Linked DNA regions of Mus musculus: region 2 is linked to region 1. Evidence: chromatin contacts called from public Hi-C data. All regions are on one chromosome and are shown on one strand. Each heading gives the region's core, a stretch centred on a gene start, on an enhancer-like site or on the middle of the called end of the contact. The rest is flanking DNA. Distances are from core to core; before and after follow the strand shown. Region 1 has its middle 12 kb from the start of Gm40438. Region 2 has its middle 63 kb from the start of 1700083H02Rik.

What was found. A called contact is a pair of places that touch in the nucleus more often than the background predicts.
Region 2: a Hi-C map of liver shows a contact between it and region 1, with 6 times the contacts expected there. The contact joins two enhancer-like sites. A contact is called at or near these places in 1 of 39 promoter capture datasets (liver), 12 of 484 Hi-C or Micro-C datasets (cerebellum, cortical neurons, liver and 2 more) and 3 of 115 datasets of contacts at active chromatin or transcription factors (heart atrium, hepatocytes and liver).

The regions. Positions count from the first base shown.
Region 1 is chr12:71,363,892-71,371,085 of GRCm38.p6, forward strand. No RefSeq gene overlaps it. Among named protein-coding and RNA genes, the nearest start is that of Gm40438, 12 kb to the left of the region's middle. Within about 2 kb of position 4,565, at least 10 of the 459 cell types and tissues checked have an H3K27ac peak or open chromatin away from gene starts, as enhancers often do. A contact at or near this core is called in hepatocytes and liver, where this site is marked.
Region 2 is chr12:71,443,805-71,450,998 of GRCm38.p6, forward strand. No RefSeq gene overlaps it. Among named protein-coding and RNA genes, the nearest start is that of 1700083H02Rik, 63 kb to the left of the region's middle. Within about 2 kb of position 2,962, at least 25 of the 459 cell types and tissues checked have an H3K27ac peak or open chromatin away from gene starts, as enhancers often do. A contact at or near this core is called in hepatocytes and liver, where this site is marked.

The DNA of each region.
Region 1 (7,194 bases), core at 3,315-5,814:
TTACGCAATGATTTTTTCCCCCCAGAAAAGGCAGTTTATTCCTTTGGTTATGTTCCTAGAAATGCACTAATAAGTGAATTGTTATAACCATGAAGGCTGTGGAGTGGCTGCCTTTTGGGAAGATTGGATTTACACAATATATGTCTGCAAGCAAGACATAGATTTACACTTTCTGCAAGCTTGAGTTCTGTTATCAAAATATGATTTGAAATCTGACAAATAAAGTCTTGCCTTAATTTGAGTTTTTGGGGGGTTATCCTTTCCATGTGAGCATGCGACAGTTTTTCTAGAATGTGCCTTGCCACCTCTCTCTGCTCACTTCTCTGCTCTGCATTTCGTTAGTGTTTCTGGGCTCTGCCTTTACTCTGGATATCGACAGCCGTGCGCTCACTGATTGCCAGTGTTAATTTGGCTTCTTTCCTGGACAAGGCGGGTGCCACTCTGACAAGCTTCCTGAAGCAGTCTTTTGTATTTGTGGCTGAGTTCTGTGGGGGGGCATTTATATTCCTCCCTGTGGGTGTGTAGCTAACTGGGGTTCTCTGAAGGCAAAGCCTTTTGATTTTTAATAGAAACAAAACAATTCTTCAGCGTTGGCTTTATCAGTGTGAACAAATCATCCCCCCACTTGGAGATTTGCAGCAATTGACCTCTCTCTGAGAGGAAGAGAGGAAAGCCAAGGAGGGGTTGGGGATGGAAAAGAAACCTGGGTTTGAGGTATCTCATGTAGTTGTGGTCAAATGGTAGTCTATAATCATCCAAAAGCCTGTTTGCCCATGCATCCAAGATGGCTCCTTGCTTGAGATTCCCGGCGCCAGCTGAGGACTGTTGGCATCTCTGTCTTTCTGCTTCATTGCATGGTTAACTGAGCTTCCAAGTACAACCATCTCAGGACATTTGAACTTACCAGCTGCTAGCTTCTTCAAGGGCAACTGCACCGAGGAAAGGAAGGCAGAAATTGTTAGACCCTGATGATGAAGGCATCACTTCAGCCACATTCTGTTGGCCAAAAGAGCCACACCCTCTGTCCAAAAGGAAGCTCAGATGAAAGAGGTTAGGGGATGACATCTGAGCTGCATCAGTTTTCACTGAAACAAAATATCTGATAAAGCAACCTAAGATGTGAAGGGTTTAATTTTAGTTCAAGGTTACAGTTCCTCATGGTGGGGGAAGGTATGGTGGCAGTAGTTTGAAGTACCTGGTCACATTGTATCTACAATCATGAAGCAGAGAAGGCAATGCCTGCGGGCAGGTGGAGTCTCCTTTTTTTCCCACCTCAATTAACCTGATACATCTAATCCCTCATAGAGAAGCCCAGAGCTTGTTTCCATGGTGATTCTAAATCCCATCAGGTTGACAATTGATTCACCATAACATAGAATAAACCCCATGGGCAGAGGGACATCTTTGGAGTCAGCGTTGATGCTCAGCATTGATTTTGTTGAGTCCGTAATCAACGTTCGATACATTCCTTTTCAGCGAACAGCCTAGACACTGCAGACAAATTGTTTCCTGAAAAAGTCGTTTGACCTTTCATTTCCTCTGCTGGTGGGAAGGACCTAGAGAGTGAGCCATGAAAAACAAGACTTCGGCTTAGCTGCATTCTGGTCTCAGAAGAGCAAATGACCCTGAAGAAATTTGCTTATGGGTGTAAATATCTCTTGCTGATTCCTGTGTATTTCATTCCAGGACTCTATTATCCCTCTGTATCTAACCAATACTTTCCTATTTGTCCATATTGCCTGTCTCTGAATAGGAGGTAGCTGTGGTAACCAGCTCTCTCCTCACTGCTGTTGTTCAATGTTGGACAGTTACTTTGATGCCATTGCAGAGTCGTCTGTGGTCCTTATGGTGTTGGTCACAGTGACTGTTCCTCTTCTTGCCATGATGTAGATGTCAAGGCTTATTTCTACCTATGGGATGGTCTAGGGTCAGGAGCAGCCATGGTGTCTCTGACTGACAGCCAGGGGTGTTTTCCATGAAGTCTTCTCTGGGCTACAGTGTAAATAGGACCCATTTATTTCCCATGCAGTCATAACTGACAGCATCCAGACTGAAAATATATGTTGCTTTAAGATTTCTTTAATTCATTTAAACATTTATTGTTCACTTACTATATTTAAGATTATGTCACATTCTCCCCAGAAGCTTATATGAGACAAGATAAGACATACCAAGATATGAAACCAGGCAGCCTAGAATGAAGGCATTATAAGAGATATGAATGTGAGAAGCAGCCAGGGCTCAGAATAGGAGGAAAGACTAAGACTCAGGTGCTATTTGTTGGCTTCTGAATAGGTTTTGACACAGATAAATCTGTCCAATTTCAGAGCCGTCTCAGCACAGGCGCCAGCACAACTGGGAAAGAAACAGTTTTGCTTCTCTGGCAGCTTTTGCCAAGCACGCTCAGGCATCATGGGGAGACTTACCACGACAGGAGACCAAAGAGCATTAACACCCTTAGTGCCTCAAAACAGAAACCAGACAACTGGCAGAGGAGCCTCCTGTGCAGCAGCCAAAGCCTCAGCCGGGCACCACTCCCTCTTAATGGGAGCCAACACTCACAATAGCAGTAGGGACAGAGGGTTCCCGCTGTAAGCTTGCAGGTCCCCTGAAGGGTGGGAGGCCTGGCTGAGAAACAATCCCAGCATACACTGGGAAACAAATGTCCAAATATTCATCCCTTGGCCTTGAGTGGTGCACATGGTGTTGGTTGTGGAGGGAGCAGGGCTCAGGAGGGAAGCTGTTTTTTTCTTTGTTTTTGTTTTTGTTTTTTGTTTTTGTTTTTGTTTTTCCGAGACAGGGTTTCTCTGTGTTAGCCCTGGTTGTCCTGGAACTCACTCTGTAGACCAGGCTGGCCTTGAACTCAGAAATCCACCTGCCTCTGCCTCCCGAGTGCTGGGACTAAAGGCGTGGAGCTGTTAATGCATCCTGGGGTACTTCCCAAGGAAAGGCCCTTGCTTCCCGCCCCCACTCTGGGCAGCCTCTCACCCGGTTTAGGGGATTTGGAAGGGCTTAGAGATGGGTATAGATAGGGCTGCTGTCTCAGTTTCCAGGAAATAAAACAACTCTTTTCCTGAATTTTTATGGGTATCTGGTCAGCATCTCAGGGGCAGGAAGTCTATTCTGTGCTGCCAGTTTTGTGTAAATGCTAGAAACTTCAGTTTCTCAGTAACTACACCCCAAGCTTTGAGTGGAAAACTGGGGGTTTAGGCTCACCATTGACTCTGCACTACAGATGGTGCCCAGAGAGGTCAAAACTTAGCTCAACTCATGACTCCTTGGGCAACTGCTTCTCCTTTCTTCTCTGCAAATTGTGTGATTGTGTGATTGTGTGTGTGTGTGTGTCGCTTTCAATAGCTAGAAATCTACAAAATTTCAGGGCTTTAAGGAAGGACCAGAGCTAGTGATTGGCTGGGCAGGAGACAGGCTTTGAAATCATCACCTGATCCAAAATGGTCCAGTGTGATCCCCAGAAGGACACTGAAAAGCAGCAATCAAAGAAACGAAGGACAAAAGACTGTGCAATCTTCTCCTACAGAGCAGGCATCTGATGGGTCTGGTGGAGCCCAGGGTCAGTGCTATGCTGTTTCTCAGGCCTCGTGTAAGCCATGGTGCCCTGATGCTAAGGCAGGGATCTGTAGAGCCCTGCCCTCTTTTCTCCCATTCTGACATGTTTTAGGTGTGTAATTTGTGGTTAATAAGCCAAGAAAGCATGTAGTTTTACACTCCATCAGAACAAAAGCTGGACGTGGGTTCAGTTCCCAGTGCCCCGTGTCTCTTAACTCCACTTCCAGAGGCTCCAATGCCTCCTTCTGGTCTCCATGGGTACCAGGCACATATGTGGCATAAAGACATATATCTAGGCAATATATTCATAAAAATGAGTAGTGATTAATAATCATGAAAACCTTGGCACATGCTAGCTAGTCATGAGGTAATGCTGTTATGGTATAGTATGCACAGGCATGCTTCAGAACATGTGAGCAACACTGGTATCAGTCTATACTGTCTCCCTCCCTCCCTCCCTCCCTCCCTCCCTCCCTCCCTCCCTCCCTCCCTCCCTCCCTCCCTCCTTCCTTCTTTCCTCCCCATTTACTGGACTTTTTAGTTCCTGTCCAACTGAGGATCTATTAAGTAGATTAGCTTGAGCCCCAGGGAGATAACATTAGTATTTGAAGCATCTCAGACAAGCACAGATGGCCGCATCTCTTGTGCCTCAGTTGACAAACAGTCAAAGCTGTATTCCTAGGTGTGTGAATCAAGTCTGGGTTTGGTTGACTGTGTCTTCTATGAAGCGTGGTGCTCCTCAGGAGCAGTCGTCCTTTCTATTGCTACGATAAGATGGTCAGCAGTGGGACAGTGAGGCTGCCTGCCTCCGTGGATCTGGAACCGCAGATGCTGACCTGACACGGTGATGGCCTATCCCACTCAGGTCTCACCTCACAGCAACTCAGTTTCTCCTTCTAGAGCTCTCCTCCCCGCATTTGCCCTCCAAAGGTCCTACAATCTCCTCTGAACAGTGCCCCCAGCTAGGGACTAAATGTTCAACTTCTGAGCCTGGAGCGGGGTGTGTGTGTGATTTCACATCCAAACACTGCACCTTCTGTTCAGATAGAATCCTGCCCTGTTCTGAGAACCATCCTTTTTTTTTTCCTCCTCTGAGGTCACTGACAAGAGCATTTTGGCTGTGTAATATGAATTAAACTGTCAATTTCTCATGTTTTCATTTTAGCTTGGATCCATAAACCTCCAGAGTTAGAAGGCAGACACCACAATCAAATGTATGCCTACCTGGGTGCTCTGAGAGAGCAAGTGCATCCCGCCTGGAGGGAAAGCAACCATGGACCATGTTTATTCTTCTTTCAGGCATTATTCCTGTCCAAACTTTGCATGAGCTGAAACTAAATAGATAAAAACATTCTCTCTCTGCGCCTCCCCGGTCCTTGCCAGTACTGTTACTTACATAACTATCTGGACCTTGGTATTTGAGTTCACAAAAGCCAATGCGTAAATGTCCTTCACTTTTTCAGTTTCCAAAAAGCCTTTGCTAACCTAGAATTTTTGCATTTGAAAGTCTATTAAATGTTTCCTTTTGCCTGTAAAGTAAAAATGAGGCTGGCTGTTTGCTTGACGGTGAAGTCTGAGTTCTTGCTGGGTAGCTTTGGTCTGTTTGGATTTCTGATTCTCAGACAAGAAGAGCAAACAAGTGTTAGCTCCCATGGAAAATCGTCCCCGAGCTAATGGAGATGTGATTGGGACTCTGCTTGTTTGCTAGTTTAAGTGGACACATCTCTTTCTCCTCCCCTCTTTCTCCTTCTTGTTGGTCATCGTCCCTGATAACTTGTGGAGTCACTGAGGGAGCCCCAGCTTTGGTAAAACAGATTCTACTGCGACCTCCTGCTGCTCAGGGCTTTGCTGCAGCTTTAACTCTGAGATAAAAACAGTTAGGGGCCATTGTGATTGGTAGGAAATCTTTCTTAAAGCCATATGGTGCTTTGAATCCCTGGGTTATCTTAGATATTCTCACCTGGGCGTTTTACAGCCTCAAATATTTGAAAGAAATGAAAGGGCTTTTGCTCTTTGAGGTATCTCATCTCCAATTAAACACATCTCAATCCCCAATTCTTCAATCAGGAAAGATTTTCACAATTTGCACAGCTAGAGCCGTGTAATTTGGGCAAATCATTTAACCTCTGTGAGTCTGTCTCCTTATCTTTAACTAGAGAGAAATTGCATCGTGACCTTTCACCCTTCATCAAGTTCTGAGCTTGTAGGATTCTATAATTTCTTTTTTGTCCACGTATAACCCTTCCAAGAAGTGAGGCTGAAGATCTTTAAACACATAACTCAAGTGAAATCCAGTTTGTAGATTGGGTAGTATTCCAGTCCCTCTGCACTTAACTGCTAAAGGAATTTGATCTGGGTTCTTTTAGACCTAGGAAATAAGGGTACTATTACCTGCCTCCTAAGATTGTCATAAGACTCGAGGTTATTTGACAGCGTGACTGAAATAGTGCCTGACATATGGTCAGTAAACAAATCCTTTTTCTTTGGGGTTTTATAGCAGACCTTGATCTCTCTCAGGTTGCTGACTCACTCCTCATCAAATACTCACTGGTCTGGCAACCCTGCTGTTAGGAAAGGGTCAAGTGGGACTCGGTGAAAGGATGCTCGAAGGGCCAGGCTTTGGCTTCAAGACACAGCTTACTCTGACGAAGAACTTTCAGCAGCTAAAGCAACTTGAGTTTTCAAAGGAAGGGAAAAACAAAAAACAAAAAACAAAAAACTACCAGCCAGATTGACTCCTGTCAAAGGCTCTCATCAACAAACATCGACAAGACAGGAGGCTTGATAAGTTGTGGTCCCTTTCCAAGAAATGTGTGCCAGTGGTGGCTTCGTGCCTGGCTTTGATATCAGAAAGACTCTTTCCCTTTTCTTTTTATAACGATTTATTTATTTAATTTTTTACCTTTAATTCTATGTTTGCACATGTGTGGGCTGTGTGCACACGTTAGGCTGTCAGGCTGGAGGTGTCCTATAGCCCTAGGGCTGGGGCTATTTCATGTAGATGCTGGGGATGGAATTCAGGTCTGTAAAAGCTGGGGGTAGGGTGGGGGTGCCTCTCATCCAAACCGTCATACCTGGGTATCTTTAAAATAAAGTGACCTGCCATCTCTTTTGCTCTGACTTCCACCATCAGATCATGGCTGCTGGGTGTACTTTTCTTTTTCTTTCTCAATTCCCACTTTCCTTTCTTCACCTCATCACACTCACCAAGAGTAAGAAGTGTATTCTCAAGATGCCCTTCATGGCCACCATGGCGACAACACAGATTTTTGTCTCCAGTGTTATGTGTGCAGTTGAACACAGCTCTTCCCAGAAGACTTATGGATATCTGGAATTTTGCACTAGAGAAGCTCACTTTGATATCTTGAACATCTGAAAGGGACAGAAAAGAAGAAGGAAGGACAGTGAGACAGCTATATTTCTTATTTAAAGTCAGGGGAGTCACTTTAAAGAGACCTTCCTTTTCCTCCCAATAAGGTTGTAAAAAAGTGGAATTCTAAGCTAATTCTACTACATTGTATTCTGCAATATAGTCAATAAAATTCAGAAATGGGTTTTCATATAATGTTTATAAAGATGGATTAGAAGGGAATTTTAGATCAAATTGTAGTATAAGACTCTCTCCCT
Region 2 (7,194 bases), core at 1,712-4,211, 78 kb after region 1:
ACAAGATGACCTAGAGTCACGATTAGTGATTATTAGTCTGTGTCTTAGTTAGGGTTTCTATTGCTGCAATGAAACACCATGACCAAAAAGCAAGTTGGAGAGGAAAGGGTTTACATTGGTCAGAGGAAGTCAAAGAAAGTCAGCTTGCAGGAACTCAAGCAAGGCAGGAACCTGGAGGCAGGAGCTGATGTAGAGGTCATGGAGGGGTGGTGCTGCTTACTGGCTTGCTCCACCATGGCTTGCTCAGCCTGCTTTCTTATAGAACCCAGCATGATCAGCCCAGGGATGGCACTGCCCACAATTGGCTGGGTCCTCACTGACAACTAATTAAGAAAATGTCTTATAGCTGGATCTTACGGAAATACTTTCTCAGTTGAGTGTCTTTCCTCTCTGATGAGTCTAGCTTGTATCAAGTGGACATAAAACCAGCCAGTACAGTCTGTAATAATAGACTGCAGGGGACACATACAAGAGCAGAGGGAAGATGCGTTAAAAGTCAGCTGCAGAGGTAGGGCTTTAAGGAACTCGAGGTTTTCCAATCCAGATGAACTGCTTATCGAGTACAGGGATACTGTTGGCAATGGTGGATGTGCTGTGAAGATGTCAAATTTTGAATCCGTCTGGACAGCAGGGTTTATGGTACTTGGTGATGGATTGATATGAAAGATTACTTAAAGGCTTTTGGCTCTGGCAGCTGGGTAAAATGGAAAAGCTATTTACTGCTAAGCAGACAACTGAACAAGGACTGGTTCTATGTAGAAAAACGGAGGTTCAATTTGATAGTTAGTAACCTGAGCTGGGCATTAAGGGAAGACACTGGGGTTACAGAAATAAATGTTTGAGCCATCAGCGTACGGATACTATTTTAAGCCAGGGTAATAAATGAAATTACCCAGAGAACAGATGTGAAGTCTGGGGTCTTCCCATATTCAAGGGTCAGGGGAGACTGAGAAAGAATGGCTTCTTTTTTTTTTTTTTTTTTTTTTAAGATTTATTTATTCATTATATGTAAGTACACTGTAGCTGTCTTCAGACACTCCAGAAGAGGGAGTCAGATCTCGTTACGGATGGTTGTGAGCCACCATGTGGTTGCTGGGATTTGAACTCTGGACCTTTGGAAGAGCAGTCGGGTGCTCTTACCCACTGAGTCATCTCACCAGCCCGAAAGAATGGCTTCTAATATCTTCCTGGAAAACAGAATCAAGACAGTTTCAAAAAAAAAAAAAGAATAAATTTATTTACTTCTAATGAATTTGGTCTGATAAAGACTTAGAAATGAGCATTGTGTTTGGCCAATAGCTGGAAACATTTTCCTAAGCAGTTTGGGAGGGTGTGACTAGAGATTAAGTGGACTCTTCTCCTATCTATACTCTGGGGTGATTTCATTTATCACCCTGGCTTAAGATGGTATTTATATGCCAATGACTGACAACTTTACTTCTTCAACCCCAATGTCTTACCTTTATGTCCAGGTTATATTCCTAAACCATTCACTCAACACCCTATGTATCAAAAGGGAAACTTTGTGTAATACGTGTTTGTGGTAGTTTCCTTGTAATAAAGGGACAGACTGATGTTGTTACTGGGAGATTTGGGATCATGAGACACTCTTTTTGAAAGAGACAGAGAGTAAAAAAAATGTGGAAATTATCTAGAAGCATGGGGGAAAACAATGAAATTCAGAGGAAGACAATACAGCCACAGAAGGTGTGTCTTTATGTGGCTGAGAAGGGATCTGAAAGCCTAGTCCTCTGCCAGGATATGGGTGATTGCCTGGAGGTCAATCAAAGGAGCAGGCAACCAGCATAGGTGTGATGAGAGGTGGCAGTGGGCACAGGTGCAGGTGAGAGGTGGCAGTGGGCACAGGTGCAGGTGAGAGGTGGCAATGGGCACAGGTGCAGGTGAGAGGTGGCAGTGGGCACAGGTGCAGGTGAGAGGTGGCAGTGGGCACAGGTGCAGGTGAGAGGTGGCAATGGGCACAGGTGCAGGTGAGAGGTGGCAATGGGCACAGGTGCAGGTGAGAGGTGGCAGTGGGCACAGGTGCAGGTGAGAGGTGGCAGTGGACACAGGTGCAGGTGAGAGGTGGCAGTGGGCACAGGTGCAGGTGAGAGGTGGCAATGGGCACAGGTGCAGGTGAGAGACAGCAATGGGCACAGGTGCAGGTGAGAGGTGGCAGTGGGCACAGGTGCAGGTGAGAGACAGCAATGGGCACAGGTGCAGGTGAGAGGTGGCAGTGGGCACAGGTGCAGGTGAGAGGTGGCAGTGGGCACAGGTGCAGGTGAGAGACAGCAATGGGCACAGGTGCAGGTGAGAGGTGGCAGTGGGCACAGGTGCAGGTGAGAGACAGCAATGGGCACCTGCACTCACGACAAAGTGAGCTCAAAGAGAACAGACAGCGTGTGAGTACAAGAGAGTTGTCTGTGCTGGAGCTGAGCAGGCAGCCTACTTCTGCCCTGCCCTTCCCTCACATTCTTTAGAGCAGCTGAGATGTTGGCTCCCTCTGTGACAAGGATCCTTTAGTCGTGCCAAGAATACTCCTCAATCCCATGCGCACAGGAGTCTCTGTGCTGGGTCCTCCCTCTGCCTTCATCGAATTGTTTCATTGATTTGTTTTTCTAGCATGTGCACATTATTCAGTTCCCAGGAAACCCAAAGATAAATAAAGTGGGTATTTGTTTATATGGTTGCAACAGAGATCCTTTCCGGATGTCTTTAAGTGATAGAACTCGGAACAACAAGAAAGCCTTTTGAAAAATATTTGTTCCCAGTAAAATTTCATATTCAAAGCGGCAATGATGACCCTGTCCCAAGAGTCAGGAGTTCATCACTGAAAAATGACCCTTCTGTCATTTGGAGTTTAAAACACATTTTTCTCCAAGTCAACTGGAATTTCCCATGAAGCACTGATGATCTAGTACAGATTCCACACAGCATCCAACAGCAGTGCTGTCAAATCAGACTCACAGAAACAAGCTTTCTGTTTCCGCCCTGGGGTTAGAAATCCCAAATCAGATAACTTGTCTTGTTGATTTTTCCCAATTTCCTAAAATTTCTCTTACCCCAAAGCAGCTAAATCAATCTCTGTCTCTGTCTCTATCTGTCTCTGTCTCTGTCTGTCTGTCTGTCTCTCTGTATGTGTGTGGTGGGTGGCTTGGAATTGTGCCCTTTCTTAACCATATCAGACATGTCTCCTGTTTGTGCTATGCAAGTTGTTTTCTCTTCAGAAACTCAGCCCTCTTCCAAGAGTTAGAAATGGGGCCAAGCGGACTGCAGGGCAAAGGTGAGATTGCACTACCAATCACTGCAGTTTAGCTCACTCAAACCGAGCCAGATCTTCAGTCTCTCACCGCTGATCCTCCTCGGTTCTCAGAATAACCATGAACAACCATGACTCGAGTTTCCTTCTGGAACAGAGACACAGCAGGAAAGGCAAAGGGAAAAGAATGAGTGGCGGGAGAATCGTTCAGAGGTTACGACCCAGGAAGCAATAAGAAAGCAGACTCTAAGCATGTTCGCATGCTCGTTGACACTAGCTGCAGGAGCTGGGGTCTCTGCTTCTGATCAAACTTGAGAAATAGTAAGGGGATGTTTTCAGAGCCCAGAGGAGCCCAGAGGCCTCTCTGAAGCAAGGGTGCTCTTGAACTGCACTTGCGCTAGCTTTGTGTCGGACAAGTCTACCTCCCACAAGGTCAAGGTTGAGAAGGAATTATGAAGAGACAATGGCCGGTTAACCAAAGCAGGCATTTCTAGCTCCTGTGGTCATCATCATCTTGAAAGTGCAATTTCCACAGATTGGCAAAGAATTATCTGGAAAATAAGATTACTATTACATATGGTGTGTGTGTTGTGGCATAGCAGGTAAGTACAGATGGAGAGGAGAGGCAGGCTCAGGAACATATCCTGAGACTATCTCAGGTTCTCACACAGATCTCCCCAGCAGCCCTCGCTTGCACTTCACCTTTCTGTCACAGTGTTTGTGCCCCTGCCCAGCTCCTCCTGCCTTGGGATGACATAATTGTCTGGAAAAGTGACAGGGCAAGATGGCAAAGGGACTGCATCAGAACTTGTTAACTTTTGTCTATCAACAGACCCTCCACTGATTTCCATCACACCCATGACCCCCACTAACACCTATAAAGTATTTATATTACAGACTGTTCTACGTACTGCTTCCTTAAATTTTGCATCTGTGAAGTAAAAAGGAATCACAATCCACTTACAGATAAAGACCCAGAAGCACAGACAAGCTAAGAGACCTGTTCACATTTCACTGCTCAAGAGTAGCCGATTCAGGACTCTAGGCCTGCATGACTGCAGATCCTATGCTATTTCAGTGTTTAAAGAATTGTTACTCTGTTTTATTTCATGGTCTAAGTTCTGTGAGGTCAGGGGCTGTAACCCTTACGCAGTACTTTACATGCTTGACAATGAGTGTAATCCAACCCATAGAGTGAGTACTTACTAAAATGAAAAGTGAAATTGAGCATAGTCTGGCTCCAGATATTTCACTGTGGACATGTTGGCTTTTTGTTAGGACTCTGTATTCAGAGAACATGGTCCTCAGGCCTTGGTGCCCCTGTACCCTCTCCCTCACTGTCACCATCTAGTTTGAACACTAATTTGGAAGACGGATTTGGAGCAAGATCATTCTCTGAGATCCACATTTATGTAATGAGCAATATACCATCACTTGGATACCTGTTAGGTTTCTCAAATTTAATATATCATAACTGATCCTTCACTCTTCTTCACGCTACGGCTGCACTAGCATAACTAACATGCCCCACTTGCCAAACTGCAGACCACAGGATGCAGCTTCAATGCCTTCCTTTACTTTACTCGGTTCAAACTAATTGTAAGATCTGGTGGTGTTCATCTTGTTTATATGGGTGTGTTTCCCACTGCTAACCTAGTCTAAGATGACCTTAGTTTTCTAAGGCCTTCTTATCTAGGGGCTCCATATTGTTGCACATAGCTCTGACATCTTTGTGTCTTGTCACCAATGCATGAATTCCTATGGAAGGTAAAGGTTATCTTGTCCAGAAAATATCACTGCCCATTAGGGTACACACAGCCCTGGGACCAGGGCTAATTACACTTGAGCTGGTTCTTATGGGTCAGTGTAATTGGGAGGCAAGACAGCATCCTCTACAAAGGGAGGTCACAGTGCAGCCCCAGGCCCTGAGTTGGCTCTCTCTCTCTCTCCTTTCTGTTCTCTTCATGCATTACTTGTTTCTTAAGGTCCTTGGATATTTGGAGGATCCTAATGCTGGCAGCACCCCTCTGTTGTCTTCCTCTCTTCTTTCTTCCCACCCTCATCTCAGCCCACTTGCATCCTTTCAAAGGCTCATGGGTAGCTAAGCTGGGACTGCTAGACTCATGATGAGCTCTTAATGAGTTGAGGGGCACCTGGGAGTGTCCTCTTCAGCTTCATTCATATGCTAAGATAACGTGAAGCCAAACTGATAGCTCAGATGCTTCTCAGAGGCCCCGGGGAGATGTGTGGGTTAGGTAAGGAACTTTGAGTTGACCTGTCTTATTTTATGGCACGTCAAAGCTGAAGATATAGAACTCTCTGGAAATGACATAACCTTGCTATATACAATCTGCCCATCCCCAATGTGCAAACCATTTCCTTTCTACACACACATAACATTCAGTCCCTCTGGGATGCTGGTAAACAGCACGAACAAAGGAATGCAAAGCAGTGTTTTGGTGCAAGATCCAGCAACTGAAAAAAGCAAGAAACAGTTGCTGAAGGAAGAAGAGCCCATTGGCAGGGAAGAGAAGACACTGAGATGAGTCTGCTCTGGGAGAGCAAGCAAAAAGCAAATCTCACACAGTTTGCTCATTTAAAATTCATATAAGAAGAGTTTTTTGTATGTTTCTTTGCATCAAGTTCAGATTTCCTGAGCACACAAGCCATGTTTTGGTCACTGTGTGTCCTCCTCATGACTCCAGTATCTTGTGATCAAATTGTCGTTGCATCTGTAATAAGTCTTCAAATAAGTAACACGGACTCATGTCAAAGATCCCAGGCGCATCTCCACCCTAGCCCACCATCTGCCCGCCGTGGGAGGATGGGAAAATATTTTCTGTGTCAGGCTGTCTCCAAGATTATTCAAAACTGGCATGAAGAGGATTATCAGAGGGAGAAACTTTACAGACCACGTCTGGGGGCTTCTGTGAAGAGGGTGTTTATAACACATTTTGTTGACTGCTTCTGTAAATCCCCGGAGCATGCTGGTAGCTTTTAATCCAAAAATAAGAAGTGAAAATGAATCAGTTTGGCTGCGAGGACATCTTGCTTTTCTACTGGTTGTTTCTAATTGTTACTTAGCCATGGATGAGAAAAAAAAATGTTTTAATCATTTGCATTGGAGTTTGAAGAAAGCCACATCTTGATGCTTTGGTTAAAGCACCCCAGAGTTCAGAGGGCAAGGGGACTTCTCAGAAACAAGCCTGGCCACGGCTTGAGAACACAAGGAGGAAATTCTTCATTCCCAAACAACGCTGCCCTTGGCTCTCTTGTGCAGCAGTGTTGGCAAGGTCATTAGCAATGAGCGCTCACTGTGGGCAGGGAACCAATAAGAGCAAGAAGCTAGTATAATAGCTAACTTTTATTATTTATTTATTAAGTGCTTACTGGGTACCAACAGCTCGCTTATGTGCATTAAGTTATTTAAGTCCAGCAAGGACTGGAGCTTAGAGCTAGGAGGTCTAGAAACCATCCACCCACCCACCCACCCAACCAACAAACCAGTGAGACAAGCCACCAAAGCCACATGGCCAGCCTTGTCCGTCTGATGTCAGGGCAAAGCCTCCCACTCACGCCACACCACCTAACAATTAGTGCTGCATAGAAAGGTGGGGGAAACGGGAACCGCAGGCTTTATGTTTTTTTTCTGCTGAGCACAGGTTAGCCCATCTAGAAAGGTAAAAGCGGGCCGGAGGGCAAGGGTCCACCCTAGGTCTTTGGCTAGGTCAAGGCCAGGCTGGATGAAGGCAGATCTGAGGCAGCTTAAGATTTCCCCCTTCCCGTGGCCAGAGCTGCGTCAGATCCAGTCTTCCAGCTGCTCTTGATTACAGAAGAGCACTCCGTTTTCCAAACAAGCCGTGCACGGCCATCTTAGAATTCCATCTCAGTGAATGCTGGTTTGCTTAGGCTTAGTCCCCATGGCTGGGGGTGGGGTG